Regions from separate parts of the Muntiacus reevesi genome. Here region 2 is linked to region 1. A link is a contact called in public Hi-C data. All regions are on one chromosome and are shown on one strand. Each heading gives the region's core, a stretch centred on a gene start, on an enhancer-like site or on the middle of the called end of the contact. The rest is flanking DNA. Distances are from core to core; before and after follow the strand shown.

Region 1 (3,779 bases), core at 540-3,039:
CACAGCACGCCAGGCCTCCCTGTCCATCACCAACTCCTGGAGTTCATCCAAACCCATGTCCATTGAGTTGGTGATGCCATCCAACCATCTCATCCTCTGTCGTCCCCTTCTCCTTCTGCCATCGATCATATACTAATAATTATTTTAAAGATTAAAAGACTCAGTCCAGAATCAGTTGGTTTGCTATGTAAGCTTGGACTGTTAATCTTTCTTGGATCTCAGTTTCCTGATGTGCAAATGAGTGATAGTAGTTTAGTGCTAGTTTAGAGCTAGTTTACTTTGGGGGTCTCCAAAATCACTGCAAATGGTGTCTGCAGCCATGAAATTGTTAAGACACTTACTCCTTGGAAGGAAAGTTATGACCAACATAGACAGCATATTAAAAAGCAGAGATATTACTTTGTCAACAAAGGTCCATTGAGGCTATGGTTTTTCCAGAAGTCATATACGGATGTGAGTTGGACTATAAAGAAAGCTGAGCACTGAAGAATTGATGCTTTTGAACTGTGGTGTTGGAGAAGACTCTTGAGAGTCCCATGGACTGCAAGGAGATGCAACCAGTCTATCCTAAAGATCAGTACGGGGTGTTCATTGGAAGGACTGATGCTGAAGCTGCAACTCCAATACTTTGGCCACCTGATGAGAAGGAAAATGCAACCCACTCCAGTACTCTTGACTGGAAAATCCCATGGACAGAGGAGCGTGGTAGGCTACAGTCCATGGGGTCGCAAAGAATCGGACACGACTGAGCGACTTCACTTTCACGTTGATGAGAAGAAATGACTCATTTTAAAAGATCCTGATGCTGGGGAAAATTGAAGGCGGGAGGAGAAGGGGACGACACTGGATGAGATGGTTGGACAGTATCACCGACTTGATGGATATGAGTTTGCGTAAACTCCAGGAGTTGGTGATGGACAGGGAGGCCTGGCGTGCTGCCGTTCAAGGGGTCGCAAATAGTCGGACACGACTGAGCAATTGAACTGAACTGAGAGCTAGTTTAGCGCTCTTCCGAACACTGGAAGAATTCATGCATCTAAACTAAATGCCACGCCTAGCACCTAGCGACAGTGCTTTATAAGTATTACCATATGATCAAACTAATCAAAAGCAACACCCTGAAAGCTGAAAGCCGGGGCGGGGGGGGAGTCCTGTCTTCCCGCGTGGCAAGGAGACGCTGGAGGAATCGGATTCCTGGCCACAGACGCAACGGAGGATGCTTCAGGGAAAAAAGGGATGGGGCGGGCAGCAGAGAGATCACAGACTGAGAACGAGGAAGTCTGGGAGAGTTAAGAGTAAGCAGTTCTACCCACGCGTTTGCACGGGAATGTCTACGGATCTCAACCGCTCTGGGAAACAGGAACAAGAGCGTCAGGCCTAAACGCCATCGCGGCTCGAACCCGGCCTACGTTTCGCTCCCCGGCCCCGGCCGGCCCGGCCCCGCGTGCCGCCGCTCAGCCGGCCCTCGGGCCCCGGGGTGTTGCGCCAGTCGAAAGCCCGACGGCCCAGGACTCCAAAGCCAGGCCCCCGATGACCGCCCGCCGCTCGCTGCCGGCGCAGCCGGGTTTCAGGCCGCCGCCTCCCACCTAGCCCAGCCTCGCGAGGGCGCCCGTGCTCCGCGAAAACCGGAACTGGCCCCTCGCGGCCGCCGTAGACGCACCTCTGTTGCTTTTGTCACCGCTTTTTTTTAAATTCCTTCCTCCTTCCTCCCCCCGCACCCCCCCCCCCGTTCCCCGTAGTTCCCTTTCACTTCCGGGGTCGCTCTGGATCCGCTGGTTCCGTAACAACATCCCGTTGGCTTCCCTCAGGCGGCGGGACCGGTGCAACCGCCGCCTCCCAGGAGCGCCGCCCGCCCGGGGCTCACTGCGCTCCTCCCCGGGCCCAGGCCGCCATGGCCACCAACCCGCAGCCGCAGCCACCTCCTCCCGCGCCGCCGCCTCCCCCGCCGCAGCCGCAGCCGCCGCCGCCGCCGCCCGGCCCCGGGGCTGGCTCGGGCGCGGGCGGGGCCGGGGGTGCGGGCGCCGGCGCCGGGGACCCGCAGCTCGTGGCCATGATCGTGAACCACCTCAAGAGCCAGGGGCTTTTCGACCAGTTCCGCCGGGACTGCCTGGCCGACGTGGACACCAAGGTGCGGGGTGCGCGGGGGAGCTGCGGGCGCGCGGGGACCGGGGACGACCCCACGGGCCGCCACCTTGCCGGGCAGGCCGTCGGTGGCCCGCCATCGGTCGGTGGGCCGGCGGCTGCCTCGCGTCCCCAGCCCCGGGGCCCGCTCTGGAGCGCGCCGCCTGCCCACCCCGGAGTTCCCTGCGCGGCCGCTTCCTCTCGGAGGGGCCGATTCGTGCCCGGCGCTGTGGGGCTCGCTGTGTTCATTCATTCGCTCAGCCTTTCGTTGCTTTAACAGACTAGCGTTAAGCATCTCCTACGTGCCAGGCACTGCTTAGGTGCTGGGGATATAGGGGTGAGCCCCACCGAGTTACTGGTCTTTGGGAGACTCGTCCGCATTAAGGCTAACGGCGCTCTCATCTCTGATTTCCACTCACCGCTCCCCACCCCTGGTTTACTTTGCGTCCCAAGTTATTTTTGCCTCCTTTCTTGAAGATTGCTGGTAAGGGTCAGGTCTTTGTCCTTCGGAGAAAGCGCAAACTGGTAATGAATCGAATTGTTTGCAGTGTTGCAATGCTGAACTTGGTGAGGGGCGCAGAGCTGGTCGATGGAAAGGTAGGGTACGGGGGGGGGGGGGGGGGCTTCTCTTTCCCCCAGGGACTCTGATTTAATCCCTCAGGTCAAGTCATGTCTCAAGGGAGAAGGGAGGAGGGGTTAGAGGGGAGGGGTAGAGGGAACGGAGGAAAGGACGGAGGAGAGGTGACGGCAAATACTGAAGTGGAAGAAGGACTGGACAGAAGAGTGAGTTAGGAAGAGTAAGGGGTATAGGGGAAGAGTTCCCTGTATAAAAATAGCGGGGCTGGGAAGGGAAAGGGAGTTTGTACCAAGGGTCAAAGTGAAAGGGGGATTAGCAGGAGCGGGTCATCCTGAGTGGTTCTGCAAAGGCTGAGTAGAGAAAACGGGAAGGTGCATTCAGTAGATGGATGGAAACCCAGTAGGTCTAGAAGCAAGTGAAGCAGGAAGCTTTGGTTGGAACCAGTTGGGGGAAAACTTTTTTTTTTTTTAACTTAAATCTAGTTTGGTTCATTGGTTCAGAGTTTCGATGGGGTCAGGGTTTTCACATAGCATGTTCAGCTCTTCTAAAGAAGCGTATTTCTTTGAGGAAAGGGCTTTGAGGTGAAGCACACACCATTCCCTCATCGCCTCTAGGGAAACCTTTCTGACAGTCTGGGGACATCTTCCCTTTTAAGAACTCTGGCCCACCTTGTAGACCAGAAATAGAATGTGCCTTTTGTGGGTGTTGGAGTTTCTGGACCACATGAAATTCAATTTTCTTGGGGATATTTATGTAGAATAGTATGTGGTTTTCTCACTTCATTTTAGGGAATATGCACAACTGCCTGTTTGAAAATGATGCCAGTTGACTTTCTTCCTCCCTCTCCCTTCCTTCCATCCTTTTTTTTTTTTCCATAGGACATGGGGAAGTAAATGTTACCCAACTGTCAATAAGTAAAGCTGTTTTTTTTTTTTTAATTTGGCAAGTAGAGATTTCACTTTGCTGTCCTTAGAAACCTACAAATCCGTGTGTCATCATTGTGTATGCAGATTGAAAATTCAAATACATCAGCAGTTGGGGGGTGGGGAGCTACAGTATTTAAGGCTCAACTTTTTCTGCA
Region 2 (3,779 bases), core at 680-3,179, 130 kb after region 1:
CCCAAAGGATATTCTTCTGTCTCATTGGTCAGACTGGGTCATAAAACCATTTCCATTAGGTATGAGTGGGAAAGCCAATTGCAGCCACGTTAGCAGACATCATGGACAAGAAGGGGTTAAATTTTCCTCATCAGAAACAGATCCCTCAACCTAACAATTACAAAGGACTTTGCAGAGCTTTTCCACTTACCTTTTTCTCCTAACTTTCATGAACACACCCAGTGATGTAGACAGTTGGTGGTGATGGTGGTGGAGCGGAGAAGGGAAAGAGTTGCGGACTAATAGCAACTAGGTAGTGACTACTGTGGATGGTTCTATCTACAGGTGAAGGGACTGAGGCTCTACAATGGAGCCCTGGGTTTAAGGTAACATGAGTAGAAAGCAGTGACACTTCAATACGGACCATATCTAATGATATCAAGGAGGGTGATACCCATTAGTACTGAGTGCTTATTATATGCCAGCCATTGTACTATGTTTCTTTGCAGTGGTTACTTTAATTCTTGACCCTATGAAAAAGGTGGTGCCTCTCTTTTATAGATAAGGAAATTGAGGTTCAAGGTCACACCTATAGTGAGTGAGGGTCTGTGATTAGAACTTCAGTTCCGCTGACAGCATGAGTAATTCCTTACTCTTTACTGCTTTCCCATTTGAATTCCCATATTCTTTGAGAACTACTGCCTCTGAGCTAAGCTTTTTATGACTTAAGCTTCCTATTCTGTAAAATGAGATAATTCTACCTAATTTATAGGGCTCCCATGAGAAGTGAACGTGATAATCCATGAAAAGTAATTAACAAGGAGACACAGTAGGCTGGCATTAATATTGTGTAATTTATCTGACTATGTTGAAATGCTCAAATATGTTTTTTACCTACCCTACTGGACTGCGAACATCCAGAATAGTTCTCAAAATTTTGGGGTTCAAGGGCTCCATTTATACTCTTAAGAATTATTGTGGACCCCCCAAAGAGTTTTTATTTTAAGTTATAACTCTCATTATTGCATTCAAATGGATACCGAGAAACGTTTGCCCCTTTAGCTCTCAGTGGTGATGCCATACACATTATGCAACCTCTGGAAAACTTCTAGGTATATTTGTGAGCACATGAACGTGAAAAAGGAAAGAAAAAGGAATCATGAGGAAAGTAGTTCTGACTTTATTGGGACCTCACAGGGTACCCGGACCACACTTTGAGAACTGCGGTTCCAGCTTAAGCACTTCGTGAAGGAACCATCGGATCCCGCCGTTTGGCTAAGAAAACACAGGGTCTGAGAGGAGTAAAAAACGAGAAGGCAGCGCCAAGCCGACATTTCACTCTCGCAGCATCGCCCCGCGGCAGGTACACTTTCTTAACCATCGCTTGTTCCTCGGCGGCACCGCAGTTCTTACCGGCGCGCGACCCCGACGACTCACCCGGCTCCGCGGCCCCTCCTCCTCTGCGCGCGCTCCTCCTGGCAACCGGCGTCCCGGGCGCCCAGAGACAGGCCCCGCCCCGCCGCCTCGTTTCCGGGTCCGGGCTCCCATGGCAACCGCGGATCGCAGCCTCGGTGTCACCCCGCCCACCCGCCTAGTCAGGCTAAACCATTCATTTCAGGGATCGCCACCGGGGGAGATGATGGAAACAAGGGGATTTCACAGACCGTCTATGCGCTACTCTGCTCCTGCTTTTTCTATGTAGTTTAAATTATACTCTTTTTTTTTTCTTTTCATCTCGCTAACGGTCCCTGCGAGGGATAGTGCCTCGTCTTGCCTGCCCGGTTCGAAGGCCCCCTCGGCCCAGGCCGGCACTTGGGCGGGCCCGCCAGGGAGGCTCGCGGTCTGCGCGGCTTGGCGCAGAGGCGGGGCCGCGTGCCTGACGTAGCGCGCGGTGGGGGCGGGACTGTGCGCCTGACGTAGCGCGGTGGGGGGTGGGGCCGGGCTCAAGGGGCGGGGCGGCGGGCAAGATGGCGTTCGGCGAGTGATCTCCCCGGCTACCTCCATCTGCCTCTGAGACACCGAGTCCTGTCCCCGCTGCCGGCCTTCCTCCTCTCCCCCGCCCCCCGGAGATCCCTCTTTCCCTTCCTCCTCCTATTTCGCGGGGGTGGGGTCGGTGGGAGGGAGGGGAGGCGGGCCTCGTTCCTGGGACACCATGTCGGACTCTGAGGAGGAGAGCCTGGAACGGCAACTGAAAATCGTCGTGCTGGGGGACGGCACCTCCGGGAAGGTCAGTCCTCTGCTGCGCCTGCCGTGCCAGGCCTGCAAGGAATCCCGGCGCGGCCCCGGCGCCCTTCAAACCTCCTCCTCCTCCCCGTCCCCCCGGGCGTCGCCTTATTTCCGCGAGTGCCGGGGCGTCTGGGCTCAGGCCCGCCAGGAGGTGGCTTGGGGCCCGACACAAATTAGATGCTTGAAGTCCGACGAGAGCTGTCCAGCTCCCTTAGGAAAAAAAAGAAGTCATTTCCTAATCCCTGCCTGGATCGCGAACTCCTACTTCTCTTCAAGACCTGAGCCAGCATCGCCTCCCTGGGAAGCTTTCCAGCTTCTCGCCTCTGAGGACTAGCAAGGATCTGCCAAAACATCTTACCTGTTTTTCCTTTAGTCCAGGTCACACTTTGCGCCTTCCCCCCATCCCATTTACCGTTTCTGATGCCTCCGCTGCACTGGGAGCTCCCAAGAACTTGATTCTTGAATCAGACTCCCTGGGTGAGAGAATTCGGGCTCCCATCTCTTGGGTCACTAGAGGGCAAATTGCTATCCCTATTTGTGCTTCATCTGTAGGCTGGGTATGTTGATAGGGGTCGCTTCGGAGGGGTGAAGTGTGCGAATCCACAGGGAATGTAAACATCTACATGCAGCTTGCAGCACACGAAGTGCACGCAGTAAACGTTAGTTGCTGTCTTAGAGCACCACACCTGGTCATCTCTGTTCCCCAGCACAGCACCTGTTAACACAAACATTCATTCAAAAAATATCACTTGAGCTCCTCTTGTGGCCTGGGTGCTGAGGGCAGGGCTGTTGGCATGACAGATGGATGGCATCTTTGCCTTAAAATCTGTCCTGTGATGACAGTTGATTGAATAAAGTGAGTGCGAGAGCCAAGTCCCCTTTACCTCCGAGGCAGGGGTCTTTAACCCAGGGTTGTGGAGCTCCTGAAATGGAGTAAACATTGCCCGGTCCTTGCTCTTTGAAGACCATCCGTAAGATCTTGAAGGATTCTGGATCCGCCCCGCCCCCCAAATAAAGAGCAGAGCCTCTGCCCAGGGAACCTTCACACCTGTCGCTTCTGTCAGTGGCGCCAACGCTGTCTCCGGTCATACTGCTAAAGTTTGTCTCCTTTCTTCTCCCGTCCCTTTTCCCAAGCAGAGGCTCCAGAAACGCAGGTTTATTATTGTTACCAGTGTTCCGTTTTCCACTCGATGTTTCCGTGTGCCTGGTGTAGTTTGGATGCTGGTTTCTGTGGTAACCACTGCTCAGTACGTCTTCCCTTGGCAGTGGCCACTGCACAGCTGTTCGCCTCTTTCGTGCTGAGATTTCAGTTCCTAGGGAAAGGTGTCATTCATAGGCAGAGTTTGGAGACTTCTGTTCATTTCTTTCTTGCCATCCGTGATGCTTTGTTACTGATTTTTAATCTTGAGAAACAATTCAATATGCTCTGATTACTGTTAAACATTTTGAGGAAGAAAAGAACTTAGGATCACTTTTCTTGGTCAAGTATTAATTATATTACTTTTTGTAAGTTAACAACAAGTTTTTGAGTGGATGAATTGTTTTAAATAAGTCAACATTGTTTCTAACACACT

The links. A called contact is a pair of places that touch in the nucleus more often than the background predicts.
Region 2: a contact with region 1 is called in a Hi-C map of blood, with 5 times the contacts expected there. The contact joins the promoter of RAB28 here to the promoter of BOD1L1 in region 1. A contact is called at or near these places in 2 of 3 Hi-C or Micro-C datasets (blood and muscle).

Annotation. Positions count from the first base shown.
Region 1 is chr22:8,329,588-8,333,366 of mMunRee1.1, forward strand. BOD1L1 (biorientation of chromosomes in cell division 1 like 1) reads left to right here and starts at 1,790. Exons shown (of 26, transcript XM_065913886.1): 1 at 1,790-2,128. The coding sequence starts at 1,892.
Region 2 is chr22:8,459,084-8,462,862 of mMunRee1.1, forward strand. RAB28 (RAB28, member RAS oncogene family) reads left to right here and starts at 1,930. Exons shown (of 8, transcript XM_065914325.1): 1 at 1,930-2,206. The coding sequence starts at 2,132.